Linked DNA regions of Mus musculus: regions 1, 3 and 4 are each linked to region 2. The links are chromatin contacts, called in public HiChIP or PLAC-seq and promoter capture Hi-C maps. All regions are on one chromosome and are shown on one strand. The core of a region is the stretch at or near the end of the contact, and the rest is flanking DNA. Distances in the headings are between cores, read along the strand shown. Region 1 holds the start of Tirap (toll-interleukin 1 receptor (TIR) domain-containing adaptor protein). Region 2 holds the start of Tbrg1 (transforming growth factor beta regulated gene 1). Region 3 holds the start of Hyls1 (HYLS1, centriolar and ciliogenesis associated). Region 4 holds the start of Zfp202 (zinc finger protein 202).

Evidence for each region. Promoter capture Hi-C pulls out the DNA fragments that hold promoters and counts their contacts. HiChIP or PLAC-seq counts read pairs in DNA pulled down with a chosen protein or histone mark. Capture Hi-C pulls out chosen DNA fragments and counts their contacts.
Region 1: a promoter capture Hi-C map of liver shows a contact between it and region 2, with 2.3 times the contacts expected there. The contact joins the promoter of Tirap here to the promoter of Tbrg1 in region 2. A contact is called at or near these places in 3 of 39 promoter capture datasets (cranial neural crest, liver and pre-B cells) and 1 of 9 other capture datasets (liver).
Region 3: an H3K4me3 HiChIP or PLAC-seq map of stem cell-derived neural progenitor cells shows a contact between it and region 2, with 7 times the contacts expected there. The contact joins the promoter of Hyls1 here to the promoter of Tbrg1 in region 2. A contact is called at or near these places in 6 of 39 promoter capture datasets (the 3T3-L1 cell line, cranial neural crest, hippocampal neurons and 2 more), 2 of 484 Hi-C or Micro-C datasets (B cells and the G1E-ER4 cell line), 3 of 115 datasets of contacts at active chromatin or transcription factors (astrocytes, embryonic forebrain and stem cell-derived neural progenitor cells) and 3 of 9 other capture datasets (adipose tissue, embryonic stem cells and liver).
Region 4: a contact with region 2 is called in a promoter capture Hi-C map of 3T3-L1-derived adipocytes, with 4 times the contacts expected there. The contact joins the promoter of Zfp202 here to the promoter of Tbrg1 in region 2. A contact is called at or near these places in 8 of 39 promoter capture datasets (the 3T3-L1 cell line, 3T3-L1-derived adipocytes, cranial neural crest and 5 more) and 2 of 115 datasets of contacts at active chromatin or transcription factors (embryonic stem cells and stem cell-derived neural progenitor cells).

What each region holds. Positions count from the first base shown.
Region 1 is chr9:35,198,584-35,201,283 of GRCm38.p6, forward strand. It overlaps Tirap (toll-interleukin 1 receptor (TIR) domain-containing adaptor protein), which reads right to left and starts at 1,382. Exons shown (of 7, transcript NM_054096.2): 1 at 1,274-1,382; 2 at 628-736.
Region 2 is chr9:37,655,867-37,658,566 of GRCm38.p6, forward strand. It overlaps Tbrg1 (transforming growth factor beta regulated gene 1), which reads right to left and starts at 1,446. Exons shown (of 9, transcript NM_025289.3): 1 at 1,132-1,446. The coding sequence starts at 1,278.
Region 3 is chr9:35,568,757-35,571,456 of GRCm38.p6, forward strand. Hyls1 (HYLS1, centriolar and ciliogenesis associated) reads right to left here and starts at 1,313. Exons shown (of 4, transcript NM_029762.1): 1 at 1,121-1,313.
Region 4 is chr9:40,190,876-40,193,575 of GRCm38.p6, forward strand. It overlaps Zfp202 (zinc finger protein 202), which reads left to right and starts at 1,441. Exons shown (of 7, transcript NM_030713.2): 1 at 1,441-1,562.

The sequences.
Region 1 (2,700 bases), core at 132-2,631, 2.5 Mb before region 2:
AAGGCCGCTGGCTGGAGCGTGATGGGGACATGGAAGAATGGGAGCACACAGAATGTGCTGCTGGGAGTGACTGCCGTAACTTCTGTGCTTGCTTGCTTTGTTTTGAGATAGGGTTTGATAGCCCAGGCTGGCCCTGAACTTACCTCTTCTCACCTCCACCAGCGTGCTGGGATCACAGGTGTCTGCTGTGATAGCCAGCAAGCACAGTTTTTATTTTTAGCTTAGAAAATGTTCGTTTCTGTGCATGGATGTTTTGCCTGTGTGTGTGTGTGTGTGTCTATATATCACTTTCATGCCATGTGCCTGTAGAGGCCAGAGAGGGCATTGGGTCATCCGGAACCAGAGTTTGTGACAGAGATGTTTGTGAGCCACTATGTGGGTGAGGAGATTCAACTAGGGTCCTCTGAAACAGCAGCCAGTGCTCTTAACCACCGAGCCTCTGCTCTGGCCCCAAACACAACTGTTTTAGAAAGCTACTGCACACTATCAAACTGAGCAAAGGTACAAAAGTCACACAAACTCAAAACAGGCCAAAGCTGAAAACAACCATGTTCAGTAAATCGGATGACCAGTCCACAGTCCACCTTTTCGACATGATGTTATACATCAAGCAGCATATGTACGTACATAGACTTACTGTTCTGGATGCAGGTTACACAAGAAAGCCTGTGAAAAGTGGCTTGGTAGGACTCGGGATCTGTGTTTCGGTATGCTGGTTGATATTGTTTCTTAAAGTCTGAAAACAAAGCAAGGCTTCCTCTGAGTCATTCCTGGGTAGGTCTGTCCGATGGAGAACTCCCTACTTCCTTCTCTAGTTGCGCTTCTCGGGTTTCTGGTTTACCTGCCAGCCAGTGTCTGACCTAAGGACCGAACTGTTCCTACTCCCCTAGTCCCTCTGGTACTTGGCACTGTAGTAATCCCTGGTGGATGCCCGTTAAATGACCGTGATAGCAACGCCCAGTGGGTTCTTAACTTTAAATAAAGTGACACTAATGCAGAACTTTGCCACAAAGTCAAGCCCAGAGGGGCCAGGTTATGACAGGGCAGAGACTTCAGGGAGCTAGGGAGAGCCACTTGATGTGGCCGGACTGCTTGAAGCCCAGCCGGACTAACAGCTCCATGCTGGCATCGGTGCCACAGAAAGGTGGCGGCTTTCGGGGGAGTGCTGGACCCCAGATTGGAAGGGGCGGATCAGGGGAGCGTTGTCCCGGGGAAAGGGCTGACTCGGCAGGGCCCGTCCGCCCACCGCCCCGCGTCCCCGCCGCCCGCTCACCTACGCGGCTCCACGCTGCGGGTTGCAGACTCGTCCGGGAAGTGCCCGCGCCCCGGCTCCCGGAAGCTCCTCGGCCACGGCCCTCCCGCCCGCACTAGCCACTCTCCTGCCCACACCCGCCGGCCGGACCCTAGGGGGCGCTCGCCAGTCCGCGTCGCTCAAGATTCCCAGCTGCCTGGTTACGACCCGAGGCTGAACCCAGACACCCGAGCTCCCTGAGGCTGCCGTGAAGCCCTGAGCCGCGGTTTGTCTTGTGTGAGGGCAAAGGGACGAGGAGAAAACTCCAGAAAGGGAGGTGCAGACCTTACCTTCTTTCGCACGGTTGGGGAAAATGAGACTTTCATCCCCTTAAGTAAGGTAGGTTAAGTGGACAAAGAAGCCGGCTAGCCCCTGGGAGGTCCGTTCTTTTACTGGGATATGGGTCCCATTAAGGTTGCTGCCCACAGGCTGGAATCAGTCTGGCCAAAAGTGCTGGCCTTCAGGGCAGGGATTTCCTAATGGCATTTCAACTGCATTTCCAAGGGTACCAAAATAACTGCAAAAAAAGGGTGGCTGGGCAAAGTGTTGGTAAGCCCTGATGAAATATTTAAGTCCTCTGCCTCCACTTCTTAGAGTTCCTGCTGTGAGCTTTGTGAAACGCCAAGGGAATATTGTTATTAAAACACCAACCTAAAACCAACTCACATGAAATACTGCAGGTGGCAGGAGTAGAATGGGCTGGTGTAAGGCCTTATTAGCCCACTCTTGATTTCTTTTTCTCTCCAGCCAAGCCAACCTGTAACTTGTTCAGAGGGAGGCAGTTGATGCCGTGGCGCTGTTCATGAATGATCTTTCTAGGTTTACTCATCAAAATTACATTCTCTGGATGCTGGTGTTGTGAGAGATGAATATTCATAAGAATTCCTGGAAAGCAATTGTGTCTGCAAAGGCTGACTTACTGATTAGAACTGCAGTGAGTTGGAGAGATAGGAATATTGCCTGTCCGGAGGCTCAGCTAGCTCTAAACCCCACGGATCGGCCAGCCATACCTTGAGCAGATCCCTAGCTGCCCAACCCGAAAGCTATCATCAGATAACACCTGAGTCCTACAGCAAAGGTCTCCCCAGCCCCAGTCTTGCTGTACTGCCTCTGCGATGTGCCCGACAATGTATTTTAAACTTGGCTTGATTTATGACTTTGTTCTGTAACAATTTAAAACGTTGTGAAGCTCCTTCCACACTGAAACATGCAGTTTAGGATAACCTAAATCTATATTCCTGGGACGTGGTCACTCAGGTATGGCTCAAGAATAAACCATTTCTTTTTTTTTTTTTTTTTTTTTTTAGCATATCTAAACCCTTTTTTTTTTAAAAGATTTTATTTATTTATTTATTTATTTATTTATTTATGTAAGCACACTGTCGCTGTCTTCAGACACTCCAGAAGAG
Region 2 (2,700 bases), core at 196-2,695:
TGCATGTAAAATTCTTAATTAATCATCTATTTGCATATACCCAAGTACCATCATTCTTTACTGATGGCTCAGTCTGTCTTGAAACCAGTTTTGAAGGAAATGCCTATTTGGGTGTTTCACAGGTGGAGCCTCAAATTGGTGTTCAAGGCATCAGTTGGTTTAAGTACACGGAGACCCTTTGGTTTCATAAGATCTTTGTATACTTAACGAAACCAACACTATCTTTAAATGTCGACTTGTAAGCATTAGGCAGGCTCTGACATCATGTGACAAGAGAGAACAGTGAGTATAAGGTGTTGACTTCCTGATTTACTCATATTTCCCTCGACACATATACAAGCGTTAAATGTTTTAGCAACAACAAATTGAAAGTCAAAACTTTTCCCGATACGTCTACAAAGACCTTGTAGAAAGAAGTGTTAAACTGCAGGTTCAGATGTGAGGGTATATGGACCGTATACCTATTACCAAGCAAGCACTGAGGTGACTGGCTAAGCTAGAATAGTCTATTTATTAGACTGTTATCAGATTTATTAGACCCTAATACTTCTTGGCTGGTAAAGAAGTTTACTCATCAAATCCTAAATCCCTACAATTAAAGCAGGAAGTGTCTATACACCTCAGCAGGAGGAGGTAGCCTGTTTCCTGATGTTGAGTTCCACTTTCAGTTTCGGATGGAGGGAAGGCAGAAACACCTAGAAGCCTCGTCAAAGGGAGCTACAACCAGGACAATTTTGAAAGATTTAGGTGCCTGTTTACGAAAGCGGCAGCCATGGCGTTAGGGTTGGGTGTACTTAGGAAACAGGCTGTGTAGAGTAAATAATAAACTGGAATCAGGGTATCCAAGTTGGAGTTAGGGCACGTCATCCCTCTGGGCTTCATTTCAGTGTGCTCGCCTTAAAAGACACTCCTTAGGCTCGAAACGAAAAGTAGCAAGAAGGTAATGACTAAAGTTTGCTGGCGGAGCACTCTTCAGTCCTCATTTATAGAGGAGTTGACAGGACTAGAGGAATAACTTATGCAAGGATATGGAACTAATATTCCCAAGCGAGGCAACTAACACTGGACGGATATTCTTTCTCTGAGAGAGTTGAGGTGGGGAAGACAGTCCCCACCCAAACCCAGACTCACAAACACCGTGGCCTTAGCTGCTCTGCGCAGCCGCAGGTACTTCAGCCGGTACTTCTCGTTCTGGCTCTTCCTCGGGAGCCTTTTCATCCTGGCCTTGCTGGACAGCGGGGTGCGCGGCTCGGAGGCCAGGCCGCTCAACACGCTCATGATCAGACCGGGTTCTGGAGCTCCGGGGCGCGGAGGGGATGGAGCGCAGGCAGAAACAGATGGCGATCCTCGGCACTTCCCAGTCGATTTCCCAAGGAAGACCCGCCGGAAGTTGCGCAAAAGCACCGCCACGTGTAACTTCCGGGTTTGGAAGTTGCGGTGGTTCGGACCTAGCGGTGGGCTGGGAGGACGGGTGTGGCTCAGGGTTGCAAGGAGCTGGAGCTGGAAAGAACCGGTCCTACCCGGCTGATAGCCAGCGAAGTAGGGAAGAGTTTAAAGTCCTGATGCAGACGCTCAGGCAGGTGCCCTCAGGGAATGCACGTCCACATCTGCTTTCCCAGGTTGCTCTGAGCAGCAGGCCTTCCTGGGGTTTTAGCAGACTTAAATACTAATGCGGGGAACTCAGTTTCCCATATGTGCTGATCGCACAAGTGTTTCTTAGGCTGTGAACTTCGGGGATAGTAAAACAAGACCTTGATTGCCCCAAAGCTTGGTATCTAGTTAGCAAACTGTTTTAATAAAATGTTAAGTAGCACAAGGTCGGCTTTCAGTGGTTTTAAAATGAAACCAGGAGCGTTTCAAGTACACATACTTCCTATCGTTTTTTTCTTTCAGTAGTGTCAAACCAATTGACTGAGCCTCTTTTTCACATTTTGTTTTTGTTGTTTGTTTTCTCCCTCTCAAAGTAAGAAATGAGATGGGGTGGATTTCCAAACTAGTGTACTCATATAAAAGATAATTATTGTTAAATTCTCCAAATCTAGACGTTTACGGTTGTACATGGAAGCCAAGAAGTATGTTACATAATTAACGCGCTCACTGAATTACTAGAGAAAAACCTAATACTGATAAAGACAACTTAGAATTCAGTAAGTGATCCAAGTATTTAATCTCTGAAAACTGTAAAAACCATTGCAGTTTTGACAAACTGCAACCCAAGAGAAAAAGCGTGTAGATACTCTTCTATGACTGCCCATGTAACAAGCTGCTTTTTTTGAACTTGGTTGGGTCTTAATAATGCAACTCCAGGGTACCATTTGCCTTCACAAATACCTAAGGTGCTCCTGTGGATTTAGTTGGTTTTAAAAGCCATCAGAATTGTGACAACTTATAAAATACACTGCTTTGAAAATATATACTGGAATTCTAGCTTGGAATCTGAAAGCACTCATAGTAATCGAAATTGACTTTATTCTTAATAAAGCGTTAGTTTTAACTGCCTGATTTGCTGTTTAGCTGCATTTTGTTCTCATAGACTTTGACATCTATCTGACTTTTTGTATTATTCATCTTCTTCGTGTGTTGTGTCTATGAGGAGGAAAGTCCCAGCCTCTGCTTTAGTTGAAAGCTCTTTTGGCCAGTAGACTTCAGTGGAATAGTCCCAAACATGTTTATTATTATTTTTTTTTTTCACTTGAGACT
Region 3 (2,700 bases), core at 63-2,562, 2.1 Mb before region 2:
TAAAGGTATTTTTACAAAATTACTTCAGAGAGAGAATATTTATACAAACTCCAAAGTAGGACTGAATGTTAGAAAAATGTAAAGTAGGGAATAAAGCTTACTTCACTTAAAAAGTGGAATTACTTCAAAAGGTTTTGAAGTTTAATTGAGACATGTATATATCTCTTCTGGAGTTGGCCTGGGGTGATTTTAGACTAAAGCCAAGATGATTTTTAATGGCATCCTTACAGTGATAAAGTCCTGTTCCTTTGTGTTCAAATTATGTCCCCTTCATTTTTACACCTCAAATATGTAGATGCTTACAAGTGAAATGCAACTTCTCATGTTTATAGGTTATACTCAGTTCCTTTGCTTACAACGATCTCACAAGCTAAGCCATCTTATATATCGAGGATAAATATGGGTAATAGTGACTAAAATTACCTTTCCCTTAAAAACAAAAAACCCTCAAACAGTTTAATGCTCCAGGATTACCTAGTTACAGTAAAAAGATTCAGGGCTGGGGGGTGGGGTGGGATTTTTAACCCTTTAAATTCCTGTATTTGGCTATAACTGAAATTATGGTGCAATTTAACTTCTAAATTGAATGACAAACTGCTCTCTAGAAAAACTGATTATTACCTCAACACACGCGTTAGAGTGCCTCTATTTTCACTTTCATCAGCACTGCACACTGAAAAAACCTAGCCAACTTGAAAGAAAGGGCACAGTGATATTTTTGTTTGTATTGTATAGTTTTTATACGGGTTTTCTCACTCTTTCTGGGGTAAGATCACCCAGAGGGGTTCCTTCAGTTTTACTTGCTATCCTAAATCCTAAGCAAGCCGGCTGTACACTTGAATCCACGGAAGGTGTAACCCAAACCTGAGGCTACTTCCCTGCTCTTCCAACAATAACACCACCAGTCGCACCATCTGGCCACGGGCGTGCCGTGAGCTCGACTTCCCCAGGGACCCGTCCCCGTTTCCATGCTGGCAGGGAGGGCTCTGTCCACTCGCTTGCCCACCGGGCAAAAGTGGCGCAGGCAAGGTGTACATTACATTGTGACCTGCAGGGGCTTGGGCGGCCTGTGCTCGGGCTGCGAGTTAAAGACGTCCCGAGCAACGCTGCCGAGATTTACCTTGAACGCCAGAACCTGGCAGGGAAGAAAACGCGAATCCACGCGCAGCGGCCGAGGGAAAGAGCGTGGGCTCCGCTGCACCCTGTCCCAGGAAAGGTCCACCGCTCCGGCTCCGTGATCCTCACCAGCCTCGGCCGCCGCTGCCCAGGGTCTAGCAGTCGCGGCTCACCCCGGAACGCTGTTTCCCACTCGCGCAGGCGCACGACACCTCCACGTTCAGCGTAGTCGTTAACGGTCCGCTGTTCAAGTTTAAATCCCGAAGAGAGCCCACGCCTTTGGCTCCGCCCACCATCTCTCTCGTTGGTCCAGAGGCCAGACGTTCTCCACGTCTACATAACGATTGGTGCACATTTTCTCTAAGCCCTCCCCAACCTCGGGCCCGGAAGCGGGGTTTGGGGCGTGGAGCTGAAGTGGGAACCCGCCGGACCGTGGCGCGGAATCTGTTTCTTGGTCGTGTGGGTGTTAGTCTGGCGGTTAGGCAACGGGCTGGCCCTGCTCCGTGCCGCAGCCGCTCTTGGCTGTGGCCGGCGGCGTCGGAGGGTAGCGGAGGGGAGGGTTCTGGGGCGTGGCTGGCCCGGCTCGTGAGTCGGTCTCCACTGCAACCCGCGATAGGACCGCCCGACCAATTCCAGCTGCAGCGGTCCCCGCGGCACGGTATGCACTCTTCCAGAACGCACTATTATTGCCCTCCTTTTCTAGCGTACTGTTAACAAAATAGTATAATAAAAATATTACATGTATGTCTGACGTTTACAATGATTTGTGTACTTACAAAGAAAAAAAAAGGGACCCTAGTGCTTTGGGGACTACTGAGGGTAAGATCGGAAAAGAGGCCCCCATCCCCCGTACTTTAACTTTCTACATCAAATACAAATAGGTGTTTATTTCTTAATATATAGAAAGCTGGGTTGTTAAGATAGCTCTGGGGTTAAGAGCACGGGTTGCTCTTCCATAGGTCCTGAGTTCAATTCCTAGTAATCACATAGTTGCACATGGTTGGCTCATAAAGGGATCTTATGCTCTCTTCTGGGAGCGGGTGTTCATCAGACAGAGCACTCATACGTACCCCCACCCCTCAAATGCTAGAATGCTTAAATCTTCCAAACAATTCTTTTTTTGTTGAGGTTTTTTTTTTTTTTTTTTGCTTTTTGAGACAGGGTTTCTCTGTATATCCCTGGCTGTCCTGGAATTTACTTTGTAGACCAGGCTGGCCTCAAACTCAGAAATCCACCTGCCTCTGCCTCTTATCACTTGCCTACTTAGCTTTTTAATCAGGGCCCTTGCTCTACCTCTGAGGCAGTTAAGAATTTATGAAAACTGAATGACTACCCCTTGATGGACAATGTGACACTACTTTATTACACACATTCTTAGGACAAATATCCTGCTTTCATGTAATGCTTGTATGGAATTTCCTTTAGCATGGAACCTCCAGCTAATGTGTCTTAAGCAAGGTTAGATGATTCATTTTCTTACCTACTTTTGGACATTCAGCTTCATTTCTATACCTCAAAGTTAGGAGCTTGCCATGTAGCCCAGGCTGGCCTTGATGTAGGCAGATGGCAGACTCAGATTTGAGA
Region 4 (2,700 bases), core at 191-2,690, 2.5 Mb after region 2:
AGACAATTTTATTAGACAAAACAAAAAACAAAAAACAAAAAACAAAAAAAAAACAGAGCAGGCAAACTAAATTTCAGTTTCAGCCCCTGCCTAGAAAAAGAAAATGGACAAGAGGAAGAAAACAAACCTGTCATTGTAAGCAGTCACATAGTGCAGCAGAGGGAGGGATACTTCAGAAAATAATAGAAAGGCTCCAAGTAACAGAAAAAGCATACTTTGGCTCTGTCCAGTGTCCTCAGATAAAGATTTAAAAAAAAAAAAAAAAAAAAAAAAAAAAAAAAAAAAACGAAGGGGAGGAGGAGGGGGAAGAGGAACAGGAAGAGGAAGAGGAGGAGGAGGGGAAAAGTATACCTTAGTCAGGACTCAGAAGGGCAGACAGACCTGCCCATTCTGGCACTGACTGCCTGAACTGAACAGAATCAGGTTTCTGAAAAAGTACATTATCTATCTCATTAAAGGGATACCGTCACCAACTCCCATGTCTTTTACCACGGTATTAAGTGAACTTGCATTCTGGTGGGGTGGTCAGGTGATTGGCTGGGCACAACTGGATTAAATCTCACGATTGCTCGGTCTTCAGCCAGGCTAGAGGTAGACTCCATCCACTCCTTTGACCGAAGAACAGTCTTCCAGTTGGGGCTTCAACAAAGCTTTGATCAAGGGTGTTGTAACACCCTCTGCAGAACACAGCTGCCTCTCTAGCAAAAGCAATTAACATGTCCAGTTCAAAGTATGCTAAGCAGTCTCGAGCAGTTTGTCCCATGAACGGAAACGGTTTTCAAGAAATGGCTGAAAGGAGAAGACTTGCACATGTCACCATGTGACATTCAGGGCAAGATGGACTATAGAAGTGTTAGGGACAAAGACAAAAATGAACAACTTAGATCAGGGAAGACAGTGGCAAAGAGGCACCAAAATAGCACACAAAGGTTAATAGACAACACCACCATTTCCTTACTGAGCTTCAGTCTACCTTCCAGTTTTTAGTTCTAAGACCAACAGTTTGTGTTTTTTCAAGACGGACAGAGTTGACAGGCAGATGTTCTGGCGGCCCGGCAACAGCTGTGCATGAAGGAGCCAGCATTCAAATCTAAACCTTTCTTTTTTTATTCTTCCATGCTTGAAGGAAAAGAAAACTGCGTGGGAAGGAGGGGATTCTCTTGTGGAGATGTAGATACCAAAACCAACATGAAAGATGAAAACAAAACCCTGTAGGAAGTGGACAATGAATACCACGCCTAGGAAGGTGATGGGTTTGCCGCAAAGGGGACTGGCCATAGAGGGCAGCAGTCCAGGGAATGCTTCCCGGCATGGGTCTCACTGGAGAAGCCCCAGGCTTCGACCAACAGGAACACAACGAGTGGACCAAACCTCCTACAGCCTAGACAGGCTCCAGCACCCCTTGGAGGTGGGGCGAGTGGTCGCTTCCGGTTCCGGGCGCAGAGGACCCACGTGTTCCGACCCGCTGGGCCCCGCGCGACTCGGATCCCGCTCGGCTCTTTCGGCCGGGAGTGGGTGGGGGAGCACCGGGCAGGGGAGGAGCCGCCGGAGCCGCGGGAGACGTGAGTGTCGGGGACCTGGCCGGCGAGCGGGCACCGCAGCGGGCGGGGAGGGAAGGGCAGGAGCATTGGGAGGGGCAGCAGACCCCGCCCCCCCGGCGCCGGGGGACAGCGCCTGCCAGGGAAGGGGTGGCGGCGGGGTCCCCGCGGCCTGGGCGTTGTAACCATGTCACCTCCTCGCGGCCAGAGCCGGGACGTCCGGAGACAAGGGTGGCACTCCAGGCTTCTCTGCCCAGCCACCTCCTTCCGCCCCCTCTGGGGGCCTGCGGACATGCACTGTGCCCCTCGGATTGCGTCCATACCAACCGCTCCGGTGCGCTAGAAGCCAGTGGGGTGTAGCCTAGGCCCCTTGACGCCCACCTTCCCCTCTCTTCAGACTTTTCACTCTGCATCGCACATTGCTCCAGAGCCCTCCCTGCAGGTTTTGCCTTCCCTCCTTCCCAGCGAACCCCGCCCCCTTCACATGCGATCTTATCACCTGTGATCCTTGCCAGTCCTTGGCCGTCTAGCGTGTGGCTCTCACCTGGCTTAGTGACAGGCTCAGAACTTCCCTGTAGAGCTAGAGGCTACTGTCTGCACTGTCTGAACTTCTTTCTTCCTACCCCTGACAACCAGCTCGGGGACCTCTTCTCCAGCTCATCTCACCATCTGCGGGACTTTCCATAGTGGACTGAAAGTTTGCTAGTTTTTTATTCCATGGCCGACCTGGTCCTCTCACACACTTTCCCCTGGGCTGTGGCTGTCTCGTATTCTACACATGGATAGCGCTGTCTTTTCTCTGTGCAGAACTCCCCAAAGGGAGATCTCTAGGTCCAGCTTATCGTCTTGGTCGTGGTTAGGAGTGCCACATCTAGGGTTTTGCTGTCAGGTTATTCTGTCCATAGTCTACAGGTGAAAGGCAGTAGGGAAAGCTTGGGGCAACGAAGTCACAAGGCATCTCTCTGTGCAGCTTTTTCTTTGAAGCAGCCCCATGGACCTTAATCCAGAAAACAGTTTCAATGAAGTGTCAGGATGGCTGTGAGAAGCTTGCTAGGAGAAGCAAGTGACAGTGGGATATTTGGAGGCCATCAAATATCTTGAGTCACTTTCTGCTATTGCTGCCTAACATAAAAGGGTTAGGAGGAAGGCAGTACATTTTTCT